Linked DNA regions of Gossypium arboreum: region 1 is linked to region 2. Evidence: chromatin contacts called from public Hi-C data. All regions are on one chromosome and are shown on one strand. Each heading gives the region's core, a stretch centred on a gene start, on an enhancer-like site or on the middle of the called end of the contact. The rest is flanking DNA. Distances are from core to core; before and after follow the strand shown.

Region 1 (7,411 bases), core at 4,691-7,190, 260 kb before region 2:
CTCTATTGCTCGGTTTTTAGATGCGTTTTAGCAAAAACGCCGCTATTGCTCTGTGTTTTACAATTTTTGCGGCGTTTTTTGATAAAACGCCACTAAAGCCCTATTTTCCTGTAGTGCTAGGATTAAGAGTTTATATTTTAGGATTTAGGATTTAGGGTCTAGAGATTAAAGATTAAGAGTTTAGGGTTTAGTTAATTAATATTTTTAATTTATATGATAAATATTTTCTTATATAATTGTAAAAAGATAATATTAATTTAAAATATTGAATCAATTAATCATTATAGTTTAGGGTTTACGATTTAGGTATATGATTGAGGGTTTAAGGTTTATGAGTTACTATTTTAAGGTTTATGTATTATGGTTTAAGGGTTAGGGTTTAAAATTTAAGGGTTAGGGGTTAATGGTTTATATTTTAGGATTTTAGAGTTTGGGATTAATGGTTTAAATTAATTAGTGTTTTTAATTTATATATTAAATAATTTCTTATATGATTGTAAAGAGATAATTTTAATTTTAATATATTAAAATTATGATTATAGTTTAAATTATTTAAGAGATAATAGATAAACTTTATATATATATTAAATGATTTAGGATTTAAGGTTTACTTGATATTTGTTAAATGATAAAATTTTATACAACTAATTAATACTTTTATGTTAAAAATATTTAATCTAAACTATTTGATATATTTAAATATTAGATTTAAAAAACATTGATAAATAAATAACAACATTGATAACAAATAAAAATGAAATAAAAAATAAAAATAAAATATAAAATAGAGATTAGTGGCGTTTTCATGAAAAACGCTGCAAAATATATATAAAAACGCCAAAAAAAATGCAATAAAAAAAGTGGCGCTCTTTTATCCACAAATTCCCCCTGAAACGTCTAATTTTCCCCCTAAAATCGGTATCCTCAAAACCCTTTAGGTGTTTCTCTCTACCGCTTTTGCTACTTTCCAATTTTCCCAAGTAGATCCGCATTTGAATTCATCAAACAGCCATGGAAGCTCTCCTCTCTCAATTCACTTTCCTCTCAGATCAAGCTTTACAAGGCAACAAGAATTTCGATCCATCCGCCATGGAAGACCTAATGAAGCTTTTCGAGATCGAATCTTACAAAGCATGGGCAGCTTTGGAGCTAGTGGAAGAAAAACAAGTGAAAGGAGCTGAAATAACCATGCCGATATTGAGTTTCGATCAGATGGGATTAAAAGACGATCTCCTCCGTGGAATCTACAATTACGGCTTTGAAAAGCCGTCGGCTATTCAGTAGAGAGCCGTTATGCCGATAATCAATGGCCGCGATGTGATTGCTCAAGCCCAATCTGGTACCGGAAAAACTTCCATGATTGCTCTCACTGTTTGTCAAGTGGTCGACACCGCTAGCAGAGGGTATGTTTTTTTATTTCAATTCTTTGACCTGTTTTAAAAATAGTTGTTTTTGACAGATTTAAATGTGTTCTGATATCGATTTCATGTGATTTTTTGCAAAAGCCCTAATTTTTAGATACCTCATAGCTAAAACCTTAAATTTGAGATGTTTCTTATTCGAAGAGTAAAAAATAATGCTATTGAAAGATGGTAAATTAGGGAAGGTGTTTGAGGCTTGAATTTTGTTTAGGATTAATCTATAATTTATTTAATTTATTTTGAAGTATGAATTGTGAATATGCTAAGTAGTGTTATTTTAGGGTTCAAGCATTGATATTGTCACCTACAAGAGAATTGGCGTCTCAAACAGAGAAAGTGATACGGACAATTGGCGATTTCATGAATATACAAGCACACGCATGTATTGGAGGCAAAAGTGTGGGTGAAGATATAAGAAAACTAGAAAACGGAGTTCATGTAGTATCAGGAACTCCAGGTAGAGTCTGTGATATGATCAAGAGGAGAACCCTACGTACAAGAGCTATTAAACTATTGATTCTCGATGAATTTGATGAGATGTTAAGTAGAGGGTTCAAAGATCAAATTTATGATGTTTACAGACATCTTCCACCCGAGCTTCAGGTGCCTTTCTCACTTTCTTATCGTGCCTTGTTCAAGTTTGTGTTATTTTTTGTTATAAGAAGAACCTCAAGCATTGGAAGTCTGATAACAGTTGTAATGTTCCTAGGCACTACAAGTTTGTGTTGCTTACCAATTTTTACTCAGTTTTAAAGTTAATGAATTTAATCTGAGTTGTTGTGATGTTTTTGTTGACTTGTTGCTATTATCTTGCAACATTGTTTCCTGGGTGAAGCTAGGAAATTGTTTTAGGGGCCAAAAGTGAAAAGGGGGGGGGGCAAAGTATAATTTTGCATTATCTGAAGTTGAAGAAAGCAGCAATTGCAACACAATGTGCATGGAGAGGAAGAGTAGCTCGTAAAGAACTGCGGAAGCTTAAGATGGTATGTCTTGTTCGTCCTGCTGAACTTTTTATAAAAATTTATTGTCTTCTATATTTTAGAACCTTGAAAATGGTTGGCAGCTGGCATACTTGTCTTCGTGGCCCTCTTCTCGCTTAAATTTGAAATCGAGCACTAAGAAGTTGCGACTTTGCTAAGATATTTTTGGGAGGTTCTTCAAATTTGAGTTTTGAGTTTTATTTTGGGTACAAGTTAAAGCCTATTCAAGATATCCATGCTCTGCGAAATCTTATCTAAAATTTACTAAATCTTTTACATAAATATTTTTTTGTGTGTGTGGGTTGGGGGTTACTTATTTTCTCTATATGAGACCTTGTTTTCAAACAATGTAGTACTTCTAAGACCTTTAAGTATGATAATATTTTGTTTTATGAATGCATCCCTTAGATTTTCTGTTATTATTTTGTTTACAGTTGCTAGAGAGCAGGAGCTCGCAAGTCGCAAAGAACAAACTGGAAAAGCAAGTTGAGGAACTGACATGGAGATTACAACTGGAGAAACGAATGAGGGTAAGCATGTATTATTATTATTCTGTGTTTGTTCTTGGCTTCTATCAAAACATAGTGTTTTTTATTTGATGTGTCATGTTATGGAGAGAGGGCCCTGATTTTTGTATGATTTTTGTCTTGTTATTTTAATTAAACAAAATTATTAATTATACAAAAGATACAAATAATGAGACACTGACATCATTTATCAAGGTCAAAATTAATTTTGGAGTAAACTTTTGAGTTGCGTATTTTTGTGAGAGATAAAATGTAATTTTATATTTATGATAGCTTATATTTTTATAATTTTTAAAAGATTATATTAAAATTTTATTATTTTGGGAGCAAAATTTATTTTGAGCATGTATTAATTTATAATTTTCTAAAATATAAAAGAGTTAATGTGATATTTTTCTATTATTTATGAGATTTTATATAAAAATATATTTAAAAAATAAAAAAATATTAATAGTATAGATTACAAATATTATGATTTTTTTAAAAAAAATTATATAATGATTTCTTTTTGTAATCTTATCAAACTGACCAAACAGTTCTGTATCATATTCATCACTAATAAATTGAGGATACCAATTACATCCTGACTGAATTGGCCAAATTTGCACAAAATCTGGTGAAGAGGGAAAACTGGAGTTGTTCCCATCGAATTGGTTGGTGCTGATAACCTTATTTTATTTTAATTATTATTTGTTTACTAGTATACAAAATAAGTGAAGAAAGGTTGAAACAAGCTTTGGATGCGAATAAAAATAGTTCATTGAAGACCGTTATGCATGTGTTTGTTTGTGCCCTTATCGAGAAAAGATTAATATAAATTCTTTCAATAAACTACCGAATCTGGGATAGCGTTTTTTGCATGCATATTGTGAAGCTGTGTTTATTCATTTCTTCCACTCTTTTGTCTTTTCCTAGTTAAAATCGTTTCTTTGTTGGCGTCTTGAAGAAAAGATTTGGACATTGAATCAAAACCAAGTTTTGAGGCAAGAAACCCTATTAAATTGTATTATCTCTCTCTTCTTTGGTAGATTGCCCATTTATTTAAACATAATATTTAAATTCTAAATTTAAATTCATCAATTTTATATTTAGTTTTAAAGCTAAAGTTTTAATAGAAAATTTAATTTAATTTTATAGGTTTTAAGTTTTTACTCGATTAATTGAGATGGTTCTAATTGTTTTATTTACTTTAATGTTAATTGCGTCTATAGAATGCTTGAGAAAGGAAAGGAGAGGGTGTCTAATTACCGCATTCAAGCGGTGAGACAAAATTGTTAGAGGTGAGTGAAATGGTGGAATAGGTTAATGAAGAGCCGTTTTTTCGTGAGCTTAATTTTGGCTTGATGGTGATTTTCTTTTCTTAGTGAAATTCGTTAATTCTTTGCTCAAAGACAGTCACTCAGATGAATAGTGTTTGATGAATGAAAGTAGTCACTTAGATGTAACAATAGAAGCTGCGTGAATTCTCTTTGAGTGGAAAGATCTGGTTGTTGTTTTATATGTTTCCTTCTAGCTACCTAGGCATTGAGATTGCATGTTTTTGACGTATGAATTGACATGGAATTATGTGATAAGAATTAACAATAAGTTCTTATAAAGATAGTTCTATAATTCCTAGAGCATTCTATTGATTACTGTTTGTTCTTTATCTAGAAAGTGCAACATGAGTTGTTGGTCACATATGCAAATCGGCTACTTGAAAATGAGCATTCATGATGCAGGGCCTTGCTTAGAGATGACAAGGTATTGTTCAATCTTTTTCTTTTCTAGCAATGCTTACTCTTCTTGCTATTAGCTCCAAGCAAATGTATCGTTAGATATTAACTTGGCCTTCTTTACACTCTGTAGGTGGAGGATCTTTCTAGGATGTATGTGCTTTATTGTAAAATACCTCGAGGCTTGGAGCTGTTACTAATGTATTCAAACAGTCTGAATATTTTGTTTTCTCCGTTACGCAAACCAATTGATCTTCTTTCTCATGTCCCTAAAAACTAAACCTAAAGTACTTCCTTGTTGCAAGATGTTATCTTTGAAGGTACATGACCTTGGTTCAACAGTGAGAAGATCTTGTGAGTAACTATGTTAATTTTGTTGTTGTCCTTCTACACCCTATTTTGTAATCGTCTACTTGCATATTTGCATATACTTAATAATAATCTCCTGTCAACTAATTATTCTAATTTTTTATTTAATTGTTTTGTTTCAACATTTTATTTTTATTTGAGTTAAAAGAAGAAAAACACAAATTGCAATTTTGACTTAGTTAATCAATTTAGATAATCAATGTTGATATTTCACATGGGAATTAAGTCCTTATTTCATTTAAGGAACTTCATTATAATATCTTATTTTATTGATATCTTTATATTTAATCTAATTTTTATTATTTATTTTAGTTTTGATTCTAAATTTTTATTTTTATTTTAATATTTAAGATAACTTGAGTTCTAACTTTTGGATTTTAATTGTGTTATTAATTTATTATTTTAAATTTTAAATTTAAATTCATTAATTTTGTATTTAGTTTTAAAGTTAAAATTTTAATAGAAAATTTAATTTGATAATGAATTTTAAATTTTTTATATTTTCATGATTTTTATAATATTTTGTAATATTTTTTTGAATTTCATGACTTTTAGCGGCGTTTTGAGAAAAGCGCGCTAAAGGTCTTGATCTTTAGCGGCGTTTGTAGGGAAAGCGCCGCTAAAGGTCATGATCTTTAGCGGCGTTTGTGGAAAAAGTGCCGCTAAAGATCATGATCTTTAACGGCGTTTTTTTAAATAGACGCCGCAAACTTTAGTGGCGCCATCTATAGAGGCGTTTTTTGCGGCGCTTGTAAAAGCGCCGCTAAAGACCTTAAAAAACGCCGCTAAAAGTCAATTTTGCTGCAGTGAGTTTTACTTAATGGAAAATAAGGTAATTCGTATTTACGATTTACTAGGGTTAGTCATTGTATCGTCGCTTTGTGCAAAGTGGCGGAGGTCATGTGTCGCTCTCTATGTTGTCGTTAAAATAAAAGCTTCCCGAACGCATTTACATCATTTGACTGATTGCCAAACTAATTTCCGCATTTAATTATATATATATTTTTTATACTTAACCACAATATATTTTACACCCTAAAATATACTTTCTCTGTCATATTGATTTTAGTGATCATCTTTTTAAATTAATAATAGATTTATTAAAATATAAATAAAAAATAAAACACAAAGTCCAAAAACAAATAATAGAACAAAACAGAAGATAAGGCCCAAAATTTAAAAAATGGCCCAGATTAAAAGAAATATTAGAAAAGAAAATAAATTAGGAATAGTCTAGAAGCTCATAATTATCATCGTTATTTTGCCCAATCAGAGAATTCTGATGTCCGTCTTGTCTATCAATCTGCCATTTCTTCTTAATGACGGTTTCAGATTTCCAAGGAAAGCTTTTATCACCTAAACCATTGATCTACTCGTTTCCAACTTTCCTTTATTCCTCTTCTTTTCCATCCAGTTTCAATCTGATTCTCGCACTCTATCATATTCTTTCTGACTTTCAGCATATCCAGGGACGCTCTCAAACAGGTATATCTCCTCCTTCTTCTTCAACGATTCAGTTGCTAATATATGGGCTAAACCGTTTGCTGTTCTTGGGATATATTCAAACCTGAAGTTTCTAGATTTAGACGTTATCTATTGAATATCATGTATATATGCTCCTACATGTGATTTATCTTGTATTTTTGCCTTGCACTTTTTGATTATTGATAATAAGTCGCCTTCTATAATGATCTTTGGCTATTGCATGTCTATTCCTATTTGGGCTACTTTGCGGTAAATGAGTGCCTCAGCAACGAAGGCTGAGGCCACTTCTTGATGAATCACTGAGCACACTAGAAGAACATTCTTTTCGCTATTTCTGGCCACAATCCCCGAAGCTGATTGACAAAGTCGCCCATCGTATGCTCTATCAAAATTGATTTTTACTGACTGACCAGGTGGGTACTTCCATTTTCTAACTTCCTGTGAAATTTTAGGGGTTCTTTTTTCAACCCCATTTAGTTCTGTGTTATAACTGTTGGTAAAGCTCGCTATTTCTTTCCCAGTTCTGCTTACTTTCTCATGCATTCTAGCATTCTTTTCTCCCCAGATTGCCTACAGTGCACAGCAAAATAATCTACATTGGGAAGAAGTGTTCTGAGCAAAAACCCAGGTGAGCCACTGATAGGAGAAAGGGTTAGCAGTCAGTTAGTTAGCTAGTTACTAATAGTTTGTTAGTACATCCTTCCATCTTGTATTAAATACCTGCATGATTCACTAATGAAAGTAAGTCAGTTTATTGAGGTTTTCACTCCCATGTGTTAGTATCTTGACATGGTATCAAGAGCCATAATTTTTTTTTTTGTTCTCTTCTTGATTTCATTTGTTCATGGCTACTGACGATTCTCCTCCTAGTGATACACCGCGGCATTCTTCCAACACTGAAGGAGTGTTTCCTT
Region 2 (6,818 bases), core at 339-2,838:
AATAATGATAAAATGTAAATAAAAATTTTTGTAATTCAAGATTTTCATTATCAAAAATATACTTCTAATAAATACTTACTTATGAAACAAATTTTATAATTTAATTTCAACACATTTAATTTTTAATTCATCAAACAATACATAAATTAAATGCGTATTTAGAAGAGGTGCTAAAATTACATAATTCAGATGTGACATTTCTTTAAAATAAATGTTTGTAAAAATAATAATAAAATGTTTGCACAATTAATTTTCATCTCAAATTTATTTACTAGGGTACATTTGTTTTGTGAAATATTAGATTATGTTGTGTGATAATATTATGGAAATGTAAGATTATGGGTGGAATACGAGATTATATTATTTAGTTAATTTGGTTGGAATATAAAATTTGGATGTTTAGTTGAAGGAATGTAAGATTATATAGAAACACATTTTACTTAATTGATCTTGTTATAAAATTTATTTATTATAACAAGTTTAATTCCTTTAATATCTCAATTTTTATATAATTATTATAAATTATTACAATTCTTATTTTTATTATAATTTGTGTACAAATAAGTAAATATATAATTTTAAAATAAATTTTATGAATCAGAAAAGTTATCGCAACAACAATTATAAATATATTAATTACCATAATTAATAATATGTTTTTTTTCCTTACAAAATCAATCTCATTTTCACTTTATTTCTACTATTATTAAATAAGACCAACTCAATTAAACAACAAAATTTATTATAAAAAATATTTATGTCTTTCAATAATTTTATTAATTCTTTAAAAACTCACAATTGATGAGTGATTAAATTAAAAGATTTAATATTCTTTGGGTACCGAGTTTAATTTTTTTTAATTGTCTTATATAACCATACCCATTTTTTCATTTTAAATTTGGTTTCTGGTGGGTTCCATCTGGACCCATGCCGCAATGAAACATTGGGTTATTAGAGTGCGTGCGCAGTGACTGTTAAAGCAACCGATCACACACTGCCCACTTTTTGGAAAAAAAGGGATGTGCGGCTGATGGGCACTGCTAGAATCGGTGATCGTGCAGCTGAGCCCCCAACCAAACACAATTCCCTACCAAAACTTTTCCCTTTTGTCTTGGACAACTAATCAGATGCTTCCATCTTTGCACCTTGTTTGGAGGTGTATGGAGACTTATTTGAGGATGCATGCATTGAGTTCAATTTGTATTGATTTTTTTTTTAAATCTATTAAGAAATTAAGAAATTTTAAAATTTAATAAAAAGGAAAAAATTATTATCGAAGTGGGTCTAATTTTTCTCTTTTACTTTTCAAATTTTACTACCTATCCCATTGCTAATTGAATTATGTTAAATTTAAATACATTATTACAATTGAGATTTAATTTTTCAAACCATACTTTTGAACATTAAAATTCTGCTACTCAAATTAATAGAAATGAAATAATACCATTAGAATCTAATTTTCAAATTATAAGTAGTTATCAAATTCTTGAAATTAAAAAGAAAGGACTAAATTTGAGAAATCTAACAGGTTTAGGGACTAAAGATAAAATTAAACTTATTTACTTTGCGGGCTTTGATTACCCAGTCCAGCCCACTTTTAAAGAAAAGAAAAAAGCAGTAAACTAAAGACGAGTTTCAAAGCCTCTCTCTATTTTTCTCCTCTTTCTCTGTCTTTCATTGACATCGATCTCCTCAGTTTCTGAGCTATCAATTTCAAACAAGATTCAATGGGTACGTTCTCGCATCGCATCGCATCGCATCGCATCGTCTCATCTTATTCTTTTCTTTTCCCATTTCTGTTTTGCCTTATTATTTTCTCTCTGTTTATAGCTGTTTTAAGTGATCCGTTTCTTCCTTTGTTTAGTTAAAATTTTTCTGTTTCTTGTTTAATTTCTATGATGTAACTGAACCAGAGCGTTTTAGCATCAGCGCCGCCTTAATAATTTTGTTCTTTTACTATTAGTTAATGAGCGATGCGATCTCTTTTATGTTAAAATTTATATTTAAACTTGGTTTTTAGGTTTTTTAAGAGTTTCTTTAAAGTATTGTAGTCTGAAGTTAATTTTTCTGTTTGGATCGGGTCTATAGATAGATTTTATGTATACTGCATGTTTGGTTGCTGAGGAAACTGAAGAAAACTAAAAAAGAAAAAGAGAAAATCCGATTTTGCTTATCAGCTCCGTAGATATTAAAGTTGCCAAATTTATCTGTCTGAATTACTGAATATACTAACTGTTTTTAGTTGAGATATTCTTAAATTTTCCTTGATCAATTGATATGGATATTTTAATCTTAACGTTGCTGATGGAACCTTCATTCTCTTTACTTAAACATAATACGGACATTTCGCTTCACAGCCACGACTGAGGAATGTCATTCAATTCAACTTATTGATGGAGATGGATTGTTCAATGATGTTGGAACTGACCGCCTTATCAAGGAAATTAAGCTTGCTGAATGTGGGTTGTCATATGCTGTGGTTGCTATCATGGGACCTCAGAGCAGCGGTATGCTTTGTTATCTTAATGACATCTTGCTTTATACTTGTCCTTTTCTTGGTCCTTAGGTGCCTATTCCTAGGTCATACTGAGCTGCTTATTTGTTCTCATTTTCTTTAATGATACTTAATTAGAAATACTTGGGTTGCATGTGAGAGTATGATAAACTTGGAGTTTGGTCACTGCAGCTTTGCACAAAGGCATATTTTTCATATTTCACTTTGATACGAACTTGTTCCATATGGTATTATTGGAAACTTCTGTATTTAGTTTTGTATGTATCTTTCTTGCATAATTTTTTTTTTTTAAATTCTAACACATGCCATGGAAGATTTTAGTTTTGGTGTTTTATCATGGTAGCTGTGTAAGTTCTGATTGTTCCATTTAAAGTTTTATTTTGTTTTCCATGATCTCAACAGGTAAAAGCACACTGTTAAATCATTTGTTTTGCACCAATTTCAGGGAAATGGATGCATTTAAGGGAAGGTAACTTACGTTTTTCTAATAAGTAGTAACACATTGGATTTGTTTCCATTGGCAGAAAGAACTAATGGAATGTGCTTTTTCTCAGGTCTCAAACCACTAAAGGTATTTGGATGGCAAAATGTGCTGGTATAGAGCCTTGCACTCTAGTAATGGATTTGGAGGGTACTGATGGAAGAGAACGAGGGGAGGTGCTGTTGCTAGCTTGCATTCTATCATTTCCATATGTTGTCCAAAAATTGAAACTACATTATTTTATATATCATCAACTACTTTTGCTTGCTTTGTTTTTTGCCTTCACTTTACCTTGTTAATATAAGATCCTTTTTGCTTGTTTTTGCAAAGCATAGGATTCACGATATCCCTCCTTCCATGCCTCCAAAGGAAAAGGAAAATAAGAATATTTATGGATACACATTTTGATTTATTAATCAAGTAGTTATTTCTCTAAGTGCCTGCTTAGGCTTCCCTTCATTACTTTTCAGTATGCTTATCAACACCTTTTACTTGTGTAAGACTCGCCCATGAATCGAGAAATTAATACTTATTAATGGTGATTAAAGTGGTATGGAGGGAGCCTCACCCATCTAGAAAATGGTTGTAATATTGAAATATTTTTTTATGGTGATTGAAGTTTTCAATTCTGGATTTTATGTTTTTCTTTAATAAAAATTCTACCATAGGTGATATTTATTTAATCGCATAATTTTCCGGGACATAATCGTAGATTAGGGAAAGCTCAAGAAATCAGAATGATCATGATTAAAGAATAAAATTTTGTAACGATTAAAGAATAAAATTTTGTAACGTACTCTGGGTTTTAAGAGTTATGGATTAAGCTGAATCATATTAAGAGATGGAATTCCGATTATAATAGCAGAATATGGAGTGAATAATCTGTGTTTATATTTGCTTTGTTTATTTTTATCTGATCTTCACGTGTTTAATGAAAAATGGGAAAGGAGAGAGCTTACATTATTATTTATATATTTTCTTCATTTCTTTGCTGCATTCCAGGATGACACAGCATTTGAGAAACAAAGTGCACTTTTTGCATTGGCGGTTTCAGATATAGTACTCATAAACATGTAAGGTTTGGCACTTATATGGTGTTTGACATTGTTTTGTACATTAGTTAATTGCAATCAGTAGTATGTGCAAGTGGTTTTCTTGAACAATTTTTCATTTAGGTGGTGTCATGATATTGGTCGTGAGCAAGCTGCAAACAAGCCTCTTCTGAAGACTGTATTCCAGGTATTCACAGTCTCACTGCCCTTCCGTAGCAGTGCCCTGACTTTCAAGCGGTTCTTTTCTTATCTTGTTTTATTTGGTTGCAGGTCATGATGCGATTGTTTAGCCCTCGCAAAACAACTTTGATGTTTGTCATCCGTGACAAAACTAGGGTGGGTACCTTTCTTTTATGGAGCAAGTTGGGTACCTTTCTTTTATGGAGCAAGTTGTGCCCGAGGGCTAATTCTTTTTTTCACCTTTTTAGTTTTTCCATAAATTTTTTTACAGTATCTAAGCTTTATATTGTTATCATGTCTAAGGATTTTTTGATGTCAATGAAGTTTATGGTTTCTTAACTGTTCCTTTTTTACAGACACCTCTGGAAAATTTAGAACCTGTTCTGAGAGAAGATATTCAGAAGGTACAGATACATGGAGCTTATGCTTCTTACATTTCTAAGAGCTTATGCGTCTTACATTTCTAATTAACTTTAGTAATGTTCCCTTCTGACCCATTTTTCTTGGAATTGCAGATATGGGACTCAGTTCATAAGCCGCAGGCACATAAGGAAACTCCATTAAGTGAATTTTTCAATGTATGATGTTGGTTTGTGAGTTATGCAACATAAATTTAAATGTTTTTGTCCCTCTTTAACTTTTCTAATTAGTATTGTTTCTGATGATTTCATGCTATTAACGATAATGGCTAGCTGGAGGTTGTTGCACTTTCTAGTTATGAAGAAAAAGAAGAGCAATTTAAAGAGCAGGTACCTTTTTTAGGCCAACTCATAAGGTCATTCAGTATTCAGAGCAAGCAAACAAACTTTACACTATTGGCTTTGAGAATTTTTTCCCTTTTAAATGGAAAGAAAGACCAAGTTGAATATCTACTTCTGGGTTTATGATGACATCATTGTGATTGTTTGACGACTTCCTTTTTTTTCTCATTCGTGTTGTTACATTTCCTTTCTCTTATCTTGGTTGTACTGTCTAATTACTTTTCTAGTGATGGCTAAACTAAAAGATCTACCGATTTTGTAATTTTATCTGAATGTTGGATGCTGCTGTTGATATATTAGATTAACTGACATTCAAATGGATAGTTTGTCTGATTCTATCATTGTTATGAAGGTTGCTAATTTGAGACAACGATTCTTCCACTCTATTGCACCGGGAGGGCTTGCTGGGGATCGGAGGGGAGTGGTACCTGCTTCGGGGTTCTCATTTAGCGCACAACAGATCTGGAAAGTCATTAAAGAGAATAAGGACCTTGACCTTCCAGCCCATAAGGTAACCTTTTGAACATTAACTTAAGTGAAAGTTTATCTTGTTTATTTTCTGTTATCTATGTTTCATTTGCCTGTAGGTCATGGTGGCTACGGTACGCTGTGAAGAAATTGCCAATGAGAAGTATGCTGGTTTCACTGCAAATGAGGTATGTGGACATTTAAACATGCGTTTATATTCATAAATATATTCATGAAAACACACATTTTTGGAGCTGGTTACGTTTTATAGAAACTAAAATCAACTTATTGCCTTATGACAGAGCTGGTGTCTGTTAGAAGAAGCTGTGCAGTCTGGTCCAGTAGCTGGCTTTGGAAAGAAGCTGAATTCAATTCTCTATACTTCTCTAACAGAGTAAGACTGCTTTAATAAGATCACAAGATCAGTTTTACTGTGCCTAAGTTTCAAACAGGTTACTACCTGTATAGACATTTGAAAGAGCTGAGTGGCTTAGGTTAGGTAAAAGACCGTTCGAGAGCAATAAAGAAATTAAAGAAGTGATTCATTCTTCAAAAGTGACTGTACAGAGTTTTGAGGATAAAATATAAATATAAATAGGAATGTTGTGATAATTGATTGGCAACCTGATGACTTGTGAGTCATGCTGATAATGATGTGTTGCTTCTTTAAATTGGTTGATGAAAATTATATTGATGCATACCTTGGGCAAATAAGAGACAGTTTTGATGATCAATTCATGGTGGTTGTTTTTTCCATATCAGTGATATCAAGTTCTTTGTTCACCTTTGGTCTGATTTTAGGTATGATGCAGAAGCCACATATTTTGATGAAGGTGTCAGATCTGCAAAGCGGAAGCAGCTGGAAGAAAAATTGCTTCAAGTAATAGCATGCTCTGTATTCTTTTCCAATATTTGTTGTTTTTGTTTTCTCAGCTCACTTGCTTTTTGTCTTCTGATTTAGCTTGTCCAACCAGCACACCATGCCATGCTAGGACATTTAAGGTCTGGAACTCTTGAGAAATTTAAGGAAGCATTTGACAAGGCTTTAAATGGAGGGGATGGATTTTCTGTGGCTGCTCGCAACTGCACTGAGGCTTACATGGCTTTGTTTGATGAAGGGTATGCAGGTATGGTTGAACTTCATGAACTTTCTCTTAGCTGAAAACTGACAAAGAATCAAAAACAAAGTTCTAGAGCTATGAACCAGGCAAAAAAACCCATTATAAAAAGGTTTGTTTGGCTATGAAGTATTAGGAAAATGATTTTTAAGCCATTCCTATGAATCGAAACTTTAAAAGCCTGTCTATCTTGGTTGCATTTAATAAGTTTGGTGCCATAGATGCTTGTCAATGAGAGTATTT

What was found. A called contact is a pair of places that touch in the nucleus more often than the background predicts.
Region 1: a Hi-C map of leaf shows a contact between it and region 2, with 2.8 times the contacts expected there. The contact joins the enhancer-like site here to the promoter of LOC108476127 in region 2. A contact is called at or near these places in 2 of 5 Hi-C or Micro-C datasets (both in leaf).

What each region holds. Positions count from the first base shown.
Region 1 is chr2:30,288,925-30,296,335 of ASM2569848v2, reverse strand. It overlaps the pseudogene LOC108466235. Among protein-coding and RNA genes, the nearest start is that of LOC108460576, 12 kb to the left of the region's middle. Within about 2 kb of position 5,940, at least 2 of the 2 cell types and tissues checked have an H3K27ac peak or open chromatin away from gene starts, as enhancers often do. A contact at or near this core is called in leaf, where this site is marked.
Region 2 is chr2:30,025,998-30,032,815 of ASM2569848v2, reverse strand. It overlaps LOC108476127 (protein ROOT HAIR DEFECTIVE 3-like), which reads left to right and starts at 1,588. Exons shown (of 23, transcript XM_017778232.2): 1 at 1,588-1,731; 2 at 2,358-2,507; 3 at 2,961-2,984; 4 at 3,070-3,172; 5 at 3,999-4,069; 6 at 4,172-4,235; 7 at 4,319-4,384; 8 at 4,585-4,632; 9 at 4,744-4,806; 10 at 4,921-4,977; 11 at 5,342-5,500; 12 at 5,577-5,645; 13 at 5,760-5,851; 14 at 6,259-6,337; 1 more. The coding sequence starts at 2,458.